2 separate regions of the Mus musculus genome follow, and region 2 is linked to region 1. A link is a contact called in public HiChIP or PLAC-seq data. All regions are on one chromosome and are shown on one strand. The core of a region is the stretch at or near the end of the contact, and the rest is flanking DNA. Distances in the headings are between cores, read along the strand shown.

Region 1 (7,640 bases), core at 1,636-4,135:
ATAGAAAGGAAAGGTAAAGAAGGCCCACTCTCTATTGTCTACTGCTGACCAGCCACTGGAAGCTGGAACTCTGAATTCTAGAAGCTCTAGGGACCCAGAAAGGACAGGAAGGATGGTCCCAGGAGTGGAGCTTGCTGAAACTATATGGAGAAGGAGGCAGCTTCTCCTTAGTCTGTAGCTTGATAGCAGACCCATTCTGTAACCTCTCCGCATCGCACGGCCTCCAGGGCCACCCCTCTCTGTGCCACTCCAGAGTGCTTGTCCTACGTCAAGCATCTTGCAAGCCTCTAAGAGAAGGACAGCACATGCAGAAGAAAATGAGGCTGGTACTTTAGTGTGTTCTTTGTACCAGCCTTTTACTTAAAATTCAAGAGATGTTACCAGCACCCACCTAACAAATGAGTAGATTGAGACAGCAAGAGTCCAAGCGATTTGTTTAATACGATTCAACTGGTGACTGATGGAGCCTAGGATCCAGTGCACATCTGTCTGACTCCGGTGCAATCTCTTTTTTCAGACAGTAATGTATCCTGCCCACGTTGTATTGATTTATGTGTTCCCCCTGCTGGGTTTGCTTGTATTTTTAAAAGAAAGAGTCTGAAGAGAGGAAGATGAAAGATGAATACAACAGATGACGTCCCGCCCTGAATGTCTACAACCTCACTCACGACAGAATAATGGCATTTCCAGAGTTTGGGTCTTAACTTTCAACAGATATTTTTTTTTCCCTTTTTGCTACCCTTGATCCAGCAGCAATGGTTTCTGGGTACATATTTTGATTTTTTTTAAAACAACAATGTCAACTTTAGGTATGAAGAAATGGAATGCATTGAGGGCATTTATACAATTGCAACTCAACGTACTAAAATAAGATTTAAAATTAAACGTAAAAAACAAGGGCTCAAGAGATCTCTCTCTCGGTAGTTAAGAATGCTCGCTGCTCTTTCAGAGAATATTAGTCCTTGTTTCTAAAACCCACTTCTGGTGTCTTGGAACCCTCTTCTGGCCCTCCACAGACATCTTACGTATACAGACACACAGACACACCGATGTGATGCATCCACAAAGCCGGTGAGTGTCAAGGCTTGCTGGCAACAGCAGAAGCAGGGAGAGACGGTGCCTAGAGGTCCTTCCCAAATGCATTCAGAGGGAGTGTGGCTCTGCAACACCTTGTGTCTTTAAAAAGGACATCTAAAGCGCCTGTGTAAAACACCTCCATCTGTGTAGATGCATCTGTGTGACCAGTATCTCCCAGGCCACGGAAGCACTGTGATGCCTGACCCCGTTGTGCCCAATCACAGTCCGGTGCATTCTGCCCACCGGTCCTGTCACCAGCTGGAGCGTTGTTCCAGGACTGAAGCCACCATCCATTTAAAAACATATCCCAGCCCAGTCCCTCGAGGAAGCCTTCCCCCGGTTATTGGATAGTGGGATACATTTTCAAATGCATGATGTTTTAATCACCCCAGATTTGAACGGCTCCTCTTTTACTCCCTTTTTGGAGCTTCCATAACAAAAGGTCACACACGGGCAGCTTAAAATAACAACAGCAACAGCAAAAAGATCCTGAGATCTGGGAGCCGGAAGTCTGACACAAGGTGTTGCAGAGCCACACTCCCTCTGAATGCACTTGGGAAGGACCTCTAGGCGCCGTCTCTCCCTGCTTCTGCTGTTGCCAGCAAGCCTTGGCACTCACTGGCTTTGTGGATGCATCGCATCGGTGTTACCTCTGATGTCACGAGAACTTCTTTAGACTGTGTGACTATCTGTGCCTGTGTCCAAACTTCTCTCTTTTTATATATGGACATCAACCTAAGTCACAGCATCTCAGGGTAGCTACATCTTCAAAGACCTTACTTCCAGAGTAGGTTGTATGAATAGGTGCCAGAGGGTAAGACTATCCCAATAGGCCTCTTTGGAGAACATAGTTTGACGCACCAACATACAAGACGGAATACTATGTCCCACCTAGCAGTTCTGGACTCATATGCAGCAATCAAAGCCAACTCTTGTCCATCTGTTTCCACTGAATTTGAACATTCGCTTCTTGGATTTGGAGTCAAGGCAGGGCTCATGAGACTTAGGGAGCAAATTGACAAGACTCTGGAAGCTCATTAAAAAAAAAATCACAAAATTTACAAGCCCCTCCTCAAAATTATAGCATCAAGAAACAGTGGCTGGGAGAAAGGTCTAACTGCAAATAGTGAGTCGGCGCCCACAATGCAGTGGGCTTCTCTGCAATGGAGTTGCCTGGGATTCAGCCATGCTACTATCAGGAACCAAAACCATCTCATTGCATGGAAAAGCTAGACTTGTATGGGATCTCGACTTTCGTCTGTGGCGGGTGCCTGTCTAGATAACTAGTCACAGCTTCCTAGGAAATGCCACATGAGAGTCACTATTTGCCATCATGCAGAAGAGCGTTTTGTGATGACTATTACCTTGGTATGTGGTGATGAAGCCTCTTTCGGAGACCATACCACCATCCTTCGAGTCCTGGTGAAGTTGGCCCATGAACTTACACATAACCTGGCTCCTGCTGGAAGTCACCAGACCACTTCCTTATCCCTGTCAGGACTGTACACCTGACCACAGCCTTGGGCTCACAGGGAAATGTTCCCACTTCTGAGTCCACAATCCATAGGAGTGTAACATGGCCCGTTTCCAACTTCGCTCTGTGCTGACACTTCTGGTACCGCCACCCCCTGCCAACTGGAAACAGTGACACACAGCCATCTCACAGGGCTGTTGGGCAATTTAATTAATGTTTGTAAAGCACTCTGGGGTCTTGGGATAAAAACTGCTGTGTAAGTGCAAACTTATTGTTAGTTCTCAGCCTCCTCTCCCTTGACTCCTGACATGGGTCTTTGTTGTTCCTCAATGGGAGTCATTGACAGGCTGTCCAGCTGTCTTTGGGTGGGTGAGTGGAGGGACTTGGACAAATACATACACATTTACAGATTGGTTTTTTTTCCCCTTTGAGAAAAGCATTTCAACTCTGTGGGGCCTCTCAAAGCTTTTCAGTGTCTGAATTTCTCCCCACTTGCCTCTGGTAAGGACTGTAATCTGGGAGAGTAGATTGTAAACAGGCTACTTTGGCAACGAGTAAGGGGGAAAATGGTCAATTGGAAGAACTAGAGCCTCTTATAACGAAGCAAAAACAATATCCCTTACGCATGCAGAATCTAAATGAACAGCTAAGCGGGGTCCAGTTCCTCTGCCCAGAGGGGAATACTGTACGTGTATTTATGCATTGAAAAGAAAAGAGAATAGAAGACTTGCGTTCGTACCCAAATTCCAACTTCCTTCCCCCACCCTAACCTCTCAGGAACCATGGAAACAGTTACACCCAGCTGAGATGATGTTTTTCTGACAGTCCTTTGTGACCTAACTGTGTGCTGCCTGCAATCCCGTGGGGAGAGTTAAACAAAAGAGTGGAAAGGAGAAGAGAAACATTCAAGTGCAATGCCTTGGCTCTGAAGGACAGAGGGCTGTGTGGGACGTGTGAAGGTCTGTACCGATGAGCAATGCTCTGCAGCTCCGTTCTCCTTTCTCCATTGCACATTTATACTCACCCCCTAGCACAACTCATCACACAGCCCAGAGGGTGTCTCTTGGTTGATCATCATGCTGTGCTGGTGTGTTTATTTAGACTTAGCTGCTTTTAAAAACTAAGGAGTAATTGCATAACACAAAACCAGTGGGGCAGAGAACCAAGGAAAGACTCTGGTGTCTGTTACAGAGTTGAAAACACACAAAAGTGAGCCGATGATAGAGGACTCAGGTGGAACATGCTGTGTTCTGGAAGGCAGCCGGTCAAGAAATAATAAATACCACGAGGAGAGCAGATACCAGAGATATCCTTCTAGGTCAGGAAAATGGGTGTAAAGGGGAGTAAAGCAAGCCTGAAGCATGCCATCGATGGCAGGCTTGTTAGCCCCAAGAGCAGCTGGGAAACATGAAGATGTCTTCTGTCCCCTTAGATGGATAAGCTCTGCTTGCTCTGTGGGAATAAGATGGAAGGGATTGACTACTTTCAAAGGCTGATATGTTTTAAAAGGGAAAGGAGTCTTTAGCTTAAAGACACAGAGACAGACAGACAGACAGACAGACAGACAGACAATACACACAAACACAACACTTAGATATCAGACTGACACTCAAAACCTAGGCCAGCGAGATGCCTCAGTGGATAAAGGCTCTCACCACCAAGACTTACAGCATAAGTTCAATTCCCAGGAGCCACGTGGCGGAGGAGAAAATGAACTCCTGCAACTGACCTCTGACCTCCACACGCATGCCAATGCATGCTCATGAAAACAAACATAATAAACAAACAAACAAACAAACAAACCTGAAGACAGACAACTGAAGACCGTTTCAGTGTGCGCAAGCCAGCTGGTCTCCATGGTCTCCTATCTGTCCCACTGAGTTTGTGCTGCTCTGGCCCTTTAGCCTGCCATGTGGTTTGGACGCTACCCACTTCCTCCAGCTCTTTTCCTTGGTCCTTCTCCTTCTCTTCCTGGCTATTATTATCCCCAGATAATCAGGAGCCAACTGTGGCTCCACAATGCTGGATCCACCAATACTATGCCACAGCTCTCATGATCTGAGATAGTGTGTTTGCCACTCACTTCTGCTTGCTCCTCACTCCACCTGGGATGAGGGGACCCTTTGCCTCCTCCCTCAGCTCAAGCATACTTTCTTAAAGACACGTGTCTTTATGTTCCCTCTTGTAGCGGGAACAGAGTGGTCGCCTCTATGTAAACGCTGGGGGCCTTGCAGCTGCAAGGGTATCTCCTGCAGGAGGACCTAATTGAGGACTGCCTGAGATTGCTAGTGCAAGCAGTGCCAGCCAATCAGGAACTGCTGTTCAGAAGAGATGCTCTCTTGGGACCAATGAGGCGTGGGTGGAGGGTATTAAAGGAGCTTGCAGCAGTGCTCAGATGAGCTTGCTACAGTGTTTCTCACCTGCTCCCAGAGTCTGTGTCATTTACTCTGTGCCAACTCATCCCCAACCCCCAAGGGCAGGTAGAGTTCAGCTGTCCATGGCATAGGCAATACCCTCTGCCTCTGTCCTTCCCCATCATTATCCAAAACCTTGTATAGCTTTGAAGTCCGAGTTAAAATGGAGTTAGTCTGCATAGCCTTCTGAGATGGTTGATCTCCATTGCTCCTGGGGCTAGATTTGGAATCACTTACAATAGGCTTTTCTTATTTCCTCTGTGTGACTCTGCTAGGGAAATTTAACTGAGGAGAAGGAAAGACCCTCCCTGAAGATGGGCTGTACCATCCCACCAGCTGGGGTACTTATCTGAACAAAAAAAAAAAAAAAAAAAAAAAAAAAGGAAAAGGAAAGCCAGCATGTCTGTATGTGCATCACACGCATGCAGTACCCATAAGGGACAGAAGAGGGCAACTGATTTCCGGGAACTGGAGTTGGGTCTGGGAGCAGATCCTAGGTCCTCTGCAATGACAGAAAGTGGCCTTAACCACTGAGCCATTTCTCCATCCCCTTTCGTGTGCTATTTTTTTTACAAAGGAAACACAAACTATTATTAACTACCTAATCAACCCAACCAAACAAAGCTGCCAAGAAGGGAACAGCTCAGGGTCCTGAGACTCCAGGTAACTATGGTCTCACTCTGCTGCCTGTGTGTCTGGGGCCACAACCCTGGCAGATTAGCAGGCACTGGTTGGCTTCCAGGCTCTGCTGTGATGAGACCTGCTAAATATTACCAGGAATACAAACAAAACAAAACAAAACAAAACAAAACAAAACAAAAACAAAAAACTGCAGGCTGCCTCTTAGAACAGGCAGCTGATGTGTGTCTGTATTCATGTGCTGGGACATCCCACAGCAAAATTGGTATAACTGTAGATCTAATCCCATGGACAAGGGAAAGTGTAAGAACAAAGATTTTCCTAGATGTGAAGACAATAAATTCAGCCCATGGTCCTTTGAAATAGTAGATAGGATGCAATTGGGGCACTAGAAGCCAATAAATTCTCCTTAATCTCTCTCTGTCTCTCTGTCTCTGTGTCTGTCTGTCTGTCTCTGTCTTTCTCTCATACACATGCACACACAGAGAGAGAGAGAGAGACAGACAGACAGACAGACAGACACAGACACATTTGCAAACACTAAATAGTAAACTTGAAACATGGAGTCAACCTGCTATTAAGTGTCAATAATGTATCTAGTAAAGTCTATCTAAAATGACAGGAGCACCCCCTCTGCCTGGTCTCTCTCACAGTATAGCTCTCATGCCTATGGAGAGTAGGTTTCACTGTGCATTCTCCAAAGGCAACATGCAACACCCACAGAGTCAACTTATTCCTTTTAAGGAAACAAGCTTGCCAGAAGTTGTGTGAACCCTGGCATTGCTTCTGTTCCCATTACCTTCTTTCTTGGTCTCCTGTCCTCTGAACATTGCCAGACACTTAGCCGTTCTGTGGACTCTCTCAGTCTTCTGAATGTATCTATTAAACCAATAACTGTTCTTACTCTAAATCTTCTGACTGACATGGCACAACTTCGGACATCTGCATTCCTCAAAATAAGACTAAGCTGCCCTGGTGCATTCATTTGTAGAGCATTTAACAATGGGTTGAATCCATTCAAAGTAGTTCTGCAGCTTTTACAGGCACTAGTGTATTTCATCTTCACAAAGAGCACCTCACCCATGAGTCTTTTATAGCCACCACAGACACTTGTATAGATCTTTCATAACAGCTTAGAGGTTAGGGGTCTATTTGAAAATCTCCAATAAAACCCCATGAATCCCAAGGTCAGGAGCCCCAACTTTATACATATCATTTGGAAGCAGAACCTCCCTTTCGGTCCCGTCCCCACTCCCCCGTGATTACCTAGGTGGACAAGCTGGCCGTTACCACCTGGTAGGGATGCAGCTCTGGAAAGGAGTGCCATGTCACAGAAGTCTGACAGCCATGTGTCCCTTCCCCACCCCCACCCCCTGTCCTGTCCCAGCCACAGACTCGGGGAAGCAGCCAGTCATTTACCACTACCATTTCTGCATTCTTACTCTCCACTCAGCACCCAAACACTCACTCTAAAGTCGGGATCATTTTAAAGATAGAAAAGAAGAACACACCTCTTCACATGCATTCTTTTAATAGCATGAAAGTCATGGCTGAGAGGTAAGCACGCTGTATCTGCTCAGCATCCCTTTTACTTTCATAGTGTGGGTGATGGGCACACCATTAGTGGGACAAAATCTCTTTGGGAAGCAAATGAGGAAGGAGCCCAGCTCATTAAAGAAATGCAACAATGTTACATCAATGCAACATCTGAGAACTTCCTCCTGTCGTGGCGCAATAGCTCCCCTAGGTCCATATCTTCAAGAACTTGTGATTAGTCCTTCAAGCGCAAAGCGCTGAGCCAGTCTCCACGTTTCTCAGGAGGAGTTCACACAGAAGACCATGCTCATGTCCTTTTTGTAGCCTCCTGTGTTTGGATTGATGGGCAAGCTGAGATATGACAGGCATTCGCTCAGCTCCAGAACTCTAGGATATCAACAAGGTAACAGCCCAGTAGAGTTGCCAATGTATTCACTACATTCAGCTTTCCCCAAGCAACTTCACATCCATTGTATTCAACCCAGACTAAACTATCTGGT
Region 2 (7,640 bases), core at 1,766-4,265, 940 kb before region 1:
AGAAATTCTAAGCCATCAACACTTTGAAAGGCTACCAATGTGTATCTCAGGAAACCAACTTGCCTCTCTCCTACAGAATTTAGTGAATTTCAGTTTATTCTTGCACCCAAGGAACACATACACACCCTCAAGAATGTAAATAAAATGCACAAGTGGTAGGATCATTGTACACACAGCCTAGATAGAAATCACGCATTCAGGTAAGTGGAGAGTGAAGAGCTTGTGGGCTGGCTCCCCAGCTGGAACCTTCCTAAGATCCTCGCTACCACACAACCAAGGTGTACCCTTAGCAGCCCACCTGATTGACCTGTACTCGGGAGGCACTGACTACAATCAGCAGAGTTCCAACTTCATCTGCAATGTACTATATAGTTTAAAATCTGATTTAACAACTGTGTACCTGAACTAATTTTTACAACAAATGTCCCTCCAAGGAGTAGCACACTTTTTTTTTTTTTGGACAGGGTTTCTCTGCATAGCCCTGGCTGTCCTGGAACTCACTTGGTAGACCAGGCTGGCCTCAGAAATCCGCCTGCCTCTGCCTCCCGAGTGCTGGAATTAAAGCCGTGCACCACCGCTGCCGCCCAGAGTAGCACACTTTTCTACTGAGCACCTACTGTGTCTTACAACCAGCTAGCTCACATTCGGGCTCCTCTCAAGCAACCACTGCAGACCACATGCCCCGACCTCTTGTTTCCCCACAAATGGACCTCAGACTACTTCACACAACAAGAATGAAGGAATAGGAAACCTGCCCTCTTGTGAGTTAGCAAAGATGTAACCTCCAAGAAACAAGAATATCTTCTGGGTATTATTGTTTATATGCAGAGTACTCAACTTACTGTTTCTGCCTATAGGCAAGGAGGATTTATATATAAGGTTTGCCATCCAACAAGCAGTAAACCACACCAATCAAAGCAGCTTTAAGAAACCAGCTGCTGGGGCTGGCAAGATGGCTCAGTGGTTAAGAGCACCGACTGCTCTTCCGAAGGTCCCGAGTTCAAATCCCAGCAACCACATAGTAGCTCACAACCATCCATAAATCTGATGCCCTTTTCTTGAGTATCTGACGATAACTACAGTGTACTTACATATAATAAATAAATCTTTTAAAAGAAAAAGAAAAGAAACCAGCTGCTGAAGAAGGTGGAGGTCAGTTGGATGCTTCAGAGCACCTCTGTCAGGGATGGAGGCCCCACTCCAAAATCTAAGTCAAAGATAACATACTTCATGGACACGCAGAAATTAAGTTGACAGGGACTAAGGTTGTCATTTATAGCAGCACATTTTTCTAGGAAGCAAGCCACCAGGGAGATCTGTGCTCCTAAGAAGAAACTGCCCACTTACCAGAACACAGACACACACACTCAGTTTGCTTACCTCACCAGAAGATTTAAACCACCAAAGATGTACAACAACTTTTCAAGCCATCACAAGAAAATGACTTGTCTCAAAATGACTCAAAAAAGTAGGGGCTTTTGATAAGAATTCTGAACCCCAAAAATATAATCGAAACACCCAAAGCAGGAGAAACGGGTCAAGCAAGGGAAGTGCAACCAAGTACTGCACAGGGGCTAACAACAATGACCATGAAACTGCTGTTCCCTTCTGGGGCCCTGTAAAATTAGTCCTTCCCCTGGGGGAGATGTGGCCAGCACTGTTTCTATCACTGCTGTTCAGAGTGAGCACATGAGAAAGGGTGTTAGAAGGCTATCTGTATTTGTTCTCTGTTGGAAGTTGTCTATGACTGAGAGGTAAATAAATACATGTCATATATACCACCTTAAGGAATACTTTATGGCCAAGCACGGACTTACTTACCCCAAACCCTGCTTAATCAGCCCACCATGTGGAACTGTCCTTTTAGGCTTCAAACACTTCCTAGAATCAAAGAGATTAAGACGGTCTCTGCTCAGGAATCCAGAAACTAGGGTCACTTGACTGTAGGAAAACCCACTGAATAGGTCAGATCCTGGGTATAGCTATGGTTTATTTGGTAAGCAGGAGTGATCGTTATTCCAGATAAAGCTCAGTGGGATAACTGACCTTTCCTTTGGAGCCCCTCAAGATTGTGACATCCTTCTGTAATGTGGGAGAGCACTATTGTGGCCTTCCCAACTGGGAATAAAATATAGAAACACAGTTCTTCATCCTAGTTGGCTTAAGAGGCTTAAAAAGCTATATTCTTACAGTTGGGGCAGAGTAGCCATGCCCTCCAACATTTACAAAGACTAGAGAACTGAATGGGTTGAATGGGTTAAAGGTTGGTCTGGAATGTATGAAGTCCTATGGTCAACCCAATACCACAGGGCTGGAGGGTCTCAAACCCAAAGCAAGGCTGCATAGCAAGGCTCAGGCCTTCAAGGGGCAGAGACACAGGAAGATAAGGAGGAACATTTACTGTCATGTGAAAGAAATATCAATGAAAAACTATGTATACTGGTCCCTAAGGCCTCCTTGCCAAACAAAAACTGGACGTGGACCCATAGTTCTATCAGGACTTGAAGAAGTCAATGTAACTAAGAGAAACCGTCCTGACCAAGTGGGTCTGATGTCAAGTGGTCCTAACTTCTAGATTGCTGAAAAGAAAGCAATTCCCAAAGCTGTCTCACATCACAAATTCAATCTCACAAGGCTAAATCTTGAGTACTATTTAAGCTTCGGCTGACAGTCATACCTACTTGGAGCTGTGAGATGATTAAGACTTTAAAAGTCAATTGCAAAATTCTAGATAAATGCCTTTTAAATCTAGGACAAAAATTGAGCACTCTAACTGCATGGGAAGGGGTTAAGACAAGAGCCCTGTTAAAAGACCAGGACCGGGACCCACAAGCACTACAAGGACAACCAACTGTCCCAGGTTCCTTAGTCTACGCCTCTTAAAGGGCAGATGATGTGCCAACTATTTTAAAGCTCCAACACACTAATTCTGTAAACAATAATGGCTACAGCCTGCACACTGCGCACTGGAATGGATTCCTCAACTTGGCCTCATCACTTATGCAGCTGATGAAACAAACACTGACAGCTTTTTTGCATTTGTAAAGGCCCCACAGCAGCTGTGGTGATCCCACCATAGAGCAATGAATTAAGCCTGAAACCCAGCTGGGTCTGAACAGAAGCCTTTTTTGCACAATACAGCAAGACTATCATTGTTAACCTAGGCATTATTGGGAAATAGTCTGCATTACATTATAGGGCAGTTCTAACTCAATTCTAAAATTAGCTCTAATAAGCAATTTTAATTTTAGTGGGAGGGATGTAGCGGCTGTTTTCCAGATGATACAACTATGTATATAGGTACGCCACACAAAAGCAGCACAGCAGAACATAATTTCCAGTTAACGCAGCTTAAAATACTAACTTCTTAGACACACAAACACCCAGGGACACACTAACTTCTAAGTTGAAGTGGGCACCCAATAAATAGGTAAGCTAAATTAATGGCCTTCCAACAGAACTCAATATAAGTCATTACAGACAAAGGGGAGTATGTGAAGTTAGTTAACATCATTAGAAAGAAAAAAAATACTTTGACAATGAACTTAAACTCTGTATAACATGTAACTTTCCAAACATAGACCCATTAGTGTTTGGCTTCCTACCAACAAGAATCCTGAGAAAAAGAGTGGACATCCTTAGCACCATGGACACTAGGTACCCTCCAACCTTGACAGAATGCTACCCAACCAATCTCATGGGGGTCACTCTACCAGTCATCTGCAAATTTCCCACTCCACTTCTCTTGTTGCCCCTGCTTTAGTTTAGTTTCTGAGTGCTTAAAAATGAGCAAAACCCACATTTCCAATAAGCAACTAACTATATCATCTAAACAACTTCACATAAGAATAAATCTAACAAATCAGAAGTATTTTTTTTTTTAAAGAGCAGCCAGGATGGCTCAGTAGCTAAGCTCTCACTAGCTGATCTTCCAGAGGACCTGGGTCCAATCCCCAGCACCCACATGGAAGCTCAATACTGTCTGTCATTTCAATCCTAGGGAATCCCATGCCCTCTTTTGGCCTCTACAGGCACACACATACATGCAGGCAAAACACCCACATACAGAAGATAGAATTTTAAAGAATTATGTTCCAGACCTCTTCAAAGATCTTTCATTTTACATTTATCATGAAAAGCACTTAGTGTTTAGCAGGCTGGGAGGTAGAGGCAGGATGGCCTGTTTAAGGCTATCACTCACTCTCACGCGCACACACATTTTCTCAGAGATTCTTAGTAGTTAACTCTTCATCCCAAAGCACATTGACACTACCCACATAAAAATGTAAATGAGACCAGTGTGGTGGCTTATGCCTGTTAACCCACAACTGGATAAATCTGAGGCCAGCCTAGGACCAAGAAAATTTAACACACATTTTTAACCTTTAATCTCAGTATTCAGAAGGATCTCCCTGGGGTCAGCCTGGTCTACAAAACAAGTTCCAGGAGACCAGAGGTACATAAAGAAACTTTGTGTGTTTTCTTTGTGTGTTGAGGGGTGGGTGTGTCCGTCCTTTACCCAAAGTAGGACCGTTTAGGAAGGAAGACCTGAAAACCAGAAATTTGAGGTAACTACTCATTTGAAAACCTACTACAGGACAAAAAAATCTGAGCCACATGAAGCAAATCATCCCATGATGAACCATGAAACTCCACCACTAAGCAAGGGAATATAGGGCTTCTTCTACATAAACATGTAAATGGCACTAGTTTACAAATGGACAGAAGAGGGGCTGCAGAGATGGCTCAGAGCTTAAGGCTTCTTCTCTTCCAGAGGTTCTGAGTTCAATTCTCAGCAACCAAATGATGGCTCACAGTATCTATAATGTGACCTAATACCCTCTTCTGGTATGCCAGTGTACATCCAGGCAGAAATCTGTATACATAATAAATTTAAAAAGTCACAAATGGGCAGAGGAAGTAATAATGGCTAAATCAAAAGTGACAACCAGCCAAGTAGGGAACACACCTTTAATCCCAGCTCTTGGGAAGAAGAGGAAGGTGGATCTGAGTCTGAAGCCAGCCTGGTCTACAATTGCCTTCAAGGATATACAGAGGTACACAGAGATAGATGCCCTGTTTTGGAGGAGAGTGAAGAGGGATGGAGAGGCGAGCACTGGCTGCTCTTCTAGAGGACTCACATTCAATTTCCAGCACCCACATGACAGTTCACACCTGTCTGACTCCACTTCCAGAGGATCCAGCACCCTCAGACACTAATGCGCATGAAATAAAAATTAAATTTAAGCTCTGGCATGTTGAACAAGGTAGGAGGTGTCAGAAAAGTTGCCACAGGGATAATTGGCTAATGGTGGCCAAGTGCCCATAGCAACGTAGCTTTTTGATCCTTTGATGTCAGTTCCTCTATCATTGTGAAGCAGAATTCACCAAGCACTCACCAATTAATAGGGAATGTGCGCTGGGTTTAGACCACAGTGAGACAGGGTTCCCAGGCTGCCCTTTGGGAATCAAATGGAGGCCAGAACCAAAGTCTATTTTGATGAAGCACCATTTGGAGGGACTGGCTGCCTTCCTTCCCAAAGATTCTCCCAGCATGGAAGGGTGGACTGCCCACCGGCCCTCCCTCTCCCTTGACCCACTTCCCCTCTTCCACTGTACACTCAATAAATGAATGAATTAGTTAATTTAAGAAAAAACAGTGGCAGCCAATCAGAAAAAGGACCCCCACTGAACCCCAGAGGTGGAGGGCCTTAAGGCAAGTATAGAAATAACTTATCTGTAGTAAATAGACTTAGTGATAATGAGCATTTTTGTACTTTTTCTAACCATTTACTGCATTTTCTAACAAATGCTATCAATCTTATTGCCACATAAAAGCTTGCACACAACAGGAAAAAGGTGTACATAACCCCAAATGTATCCTCCTAGTCTGGTTTCTGGTGTTGTGATTAAAAAAAAAAAAAAAAAAAAAACCAACAACAACATAAGAGAGGAAAGGGTTCTTTTACTTTACAGGTCACAGGACATCTGCTGGAGAAGGCAACTGCAAAAATGGGGGAGGAATGCTCTCAGGCTCATGGTTCCCAGAACCACCTGTGCAGAGGTGGGGCCGCTCACAATGGGACAGCCTTACATAATGATTCATCCCAAAAAAAAAAAAGAATAGAAAGAAAATGGGGGTGGAGGGGAGAGGCAGGTAAATAGTGAATCCTAGCTTGTGTAAAATTGACCAAAAAAACAAAACAAACAAATAAAAACCAATCAGCACAGTTGAATAAACATGTGGTGTATCTATCCACACTATGAATGGGATCAAACCTTGAAGAATACTCAACAGTGTGAGATTCATCTTTATTACATGAAAAAAGCCAGCCCATCACAAAAGCCACATACTTGACACATTCATGTCAAGTATTGGGGGGCGGGGGGGGGGGGGGGGCGCGGAGATGCTCCTCAGAGTCAGAAAAGATTAGTGGTTGTCAGAGGCTGGGAAACTCAGTGAAGTGGGTGGGAAGTAAGCACTAGTGTGGAGTGCTGCAATGTTCTAAAATTGACCACACTGACACTTGTATAACTGAATATACTAACAAACCACAGAATTGTTTTAAAAGACATTACACTCACATAAAATTATATAGGAAAAGACTGAGATGCCTCATCTTGGTTTAAAATACCACAGACATGGGGGCAGGACCAAGACTGCCCAGAACTGTGTACAAGACAAAAGAAAAGCTTAAGAGTTGGCAATTTGTAAAAGACACAGCAAGCAAAGGTCAGTCTAGTACTCAAAGTGCTGGCCTAGGGCTCTCAGATGAAAGAATGGCTACCTCAAATGCAAGAAAGCCCTGGGTTCCATCCCCAACATCTGTCATATGTCTGCAACCCGATCAGATCACCTCCCGGTCGGGAGGAAGAATCAGGAGTCCATCCTCTGGGCTAAGGAAAGCCTAAAAAGAGAACTGAGCGGGAGGTGGGGTGATATTCAGCGCTAAGGGTTCTTTTCTTGCCCAGCAGAAGGTGGGCCCTGGATTACATTCTCAGTGCTAACAGAAAGTTTAAATGTAAAGCTGTTGCTGACACCCCAGCTCAGCTGCATACCTACACTCCCAGCTACTGGGAAGGTGGAGATAGGAGAAGCTAGATAGAAGCCAAATGAGTTTTCTCCCCCCAAATTTACTTCTGGTCAGTTTGTTTGTTTTTAGAGCAACAGAAAAGCAAACAAGGACCAGGAAAAACGTATCCCCCAGCCCCAACAAAAACTGCAATTTTACAGAGACAAAAGAAATGGCTTCCCAGGTTTAAAAAAAAAATTTTTTTTTTCCCAAACTGGAACCGAGGGACCTAAGGTTTGATTCCCAGGACCCACACAGTGGAAGAAGGACAAAATGGACTCCTGAAAGCTGTGCCTTGGCCTAAATTAACGAAAGTATTTTAGTAAGCAGCAACTTTAGTCTATTACTCAAAAGTTGTAATCTGTGCTAAACATAAAGAGCAGGGGAGTCTACCTGTCACAGAGAGTCATTCGGGGCCTACTCTAACAAGCCTCAGATTAACTTAAAACCATCCTGAATTTTTATTTTTAACTGTTAAAGTAAATTCCTACTTATCGGCATTACAAATCTTTTAGCATTCAACACACAGAAGATTCTTTGCTGCTGTGACAGCAGGCAAGAAGGCAC

Evidence for each region. HiChIP or PLAC-seq counts read pairs in DNA pulled down with a chosen protein or histone mark.
Region 2: an H3K4me3 HiChIP or PLAC-seq map of embryonic basal ganglia shows a contact between it and region 1, with 4 times the contacts expected there. The contact joins two enhancer-like sites. A contact is called at or near these places in 3 of 39 promoter capture datasets (frontonasal cranial neural crest, liver and stem cell-derived epiblast-like cells), 1 of 484 Hi-C or Micro-C datasets (cerebral cortex), 2 of 115 datasets of contacts at active chromatin or transcription factors (embryonic basal ganglia and microglia) and 1 of 9 other capture datasets (embryonic stem cells).

The regions. Positions count from the first base shown.
Region 1 is chr13:43,802,611-43,810,250 of GRCm38.p6, reverse strand. It overlaps Cd83 (CD83 antigen), which reads right to left. Exons shown (of 5, transcript NM_009856.3): 5 at 7,118-7,640. Among named protein-coding and RNA genes, the nearest start is that of Cd83, 21 kb to the right of the region's middle. Within about 2 kb of position 2,885, at least 28 of the 459 cell types and tissues checked have an H3K27ac peak or open chromatin away from gene starts, as enhancers often do. A contact at or near this core is called in embryonic basal ganglia, where this site is marked.
Region 2 is chr13:44,747,341-44,754,980 of GRCm38.p6, reverse strand. All of the region lies in intron 1 of Jarid2 (jumonji, AT rich interactive domain 2), which reads right to left. Among named protein-coding and RNA genes, the nearest start is that of Jarid2, 20 kb to the right of the region's middle. Within about 2 kb of position 3,015, at least 50 of the 459 cell types and tissues checked have an H3K27ac peak or open chromatin away from gene starts, as enhancers often do. A contact at or near this core is called in embryonic basal ganglia, where this site is marked.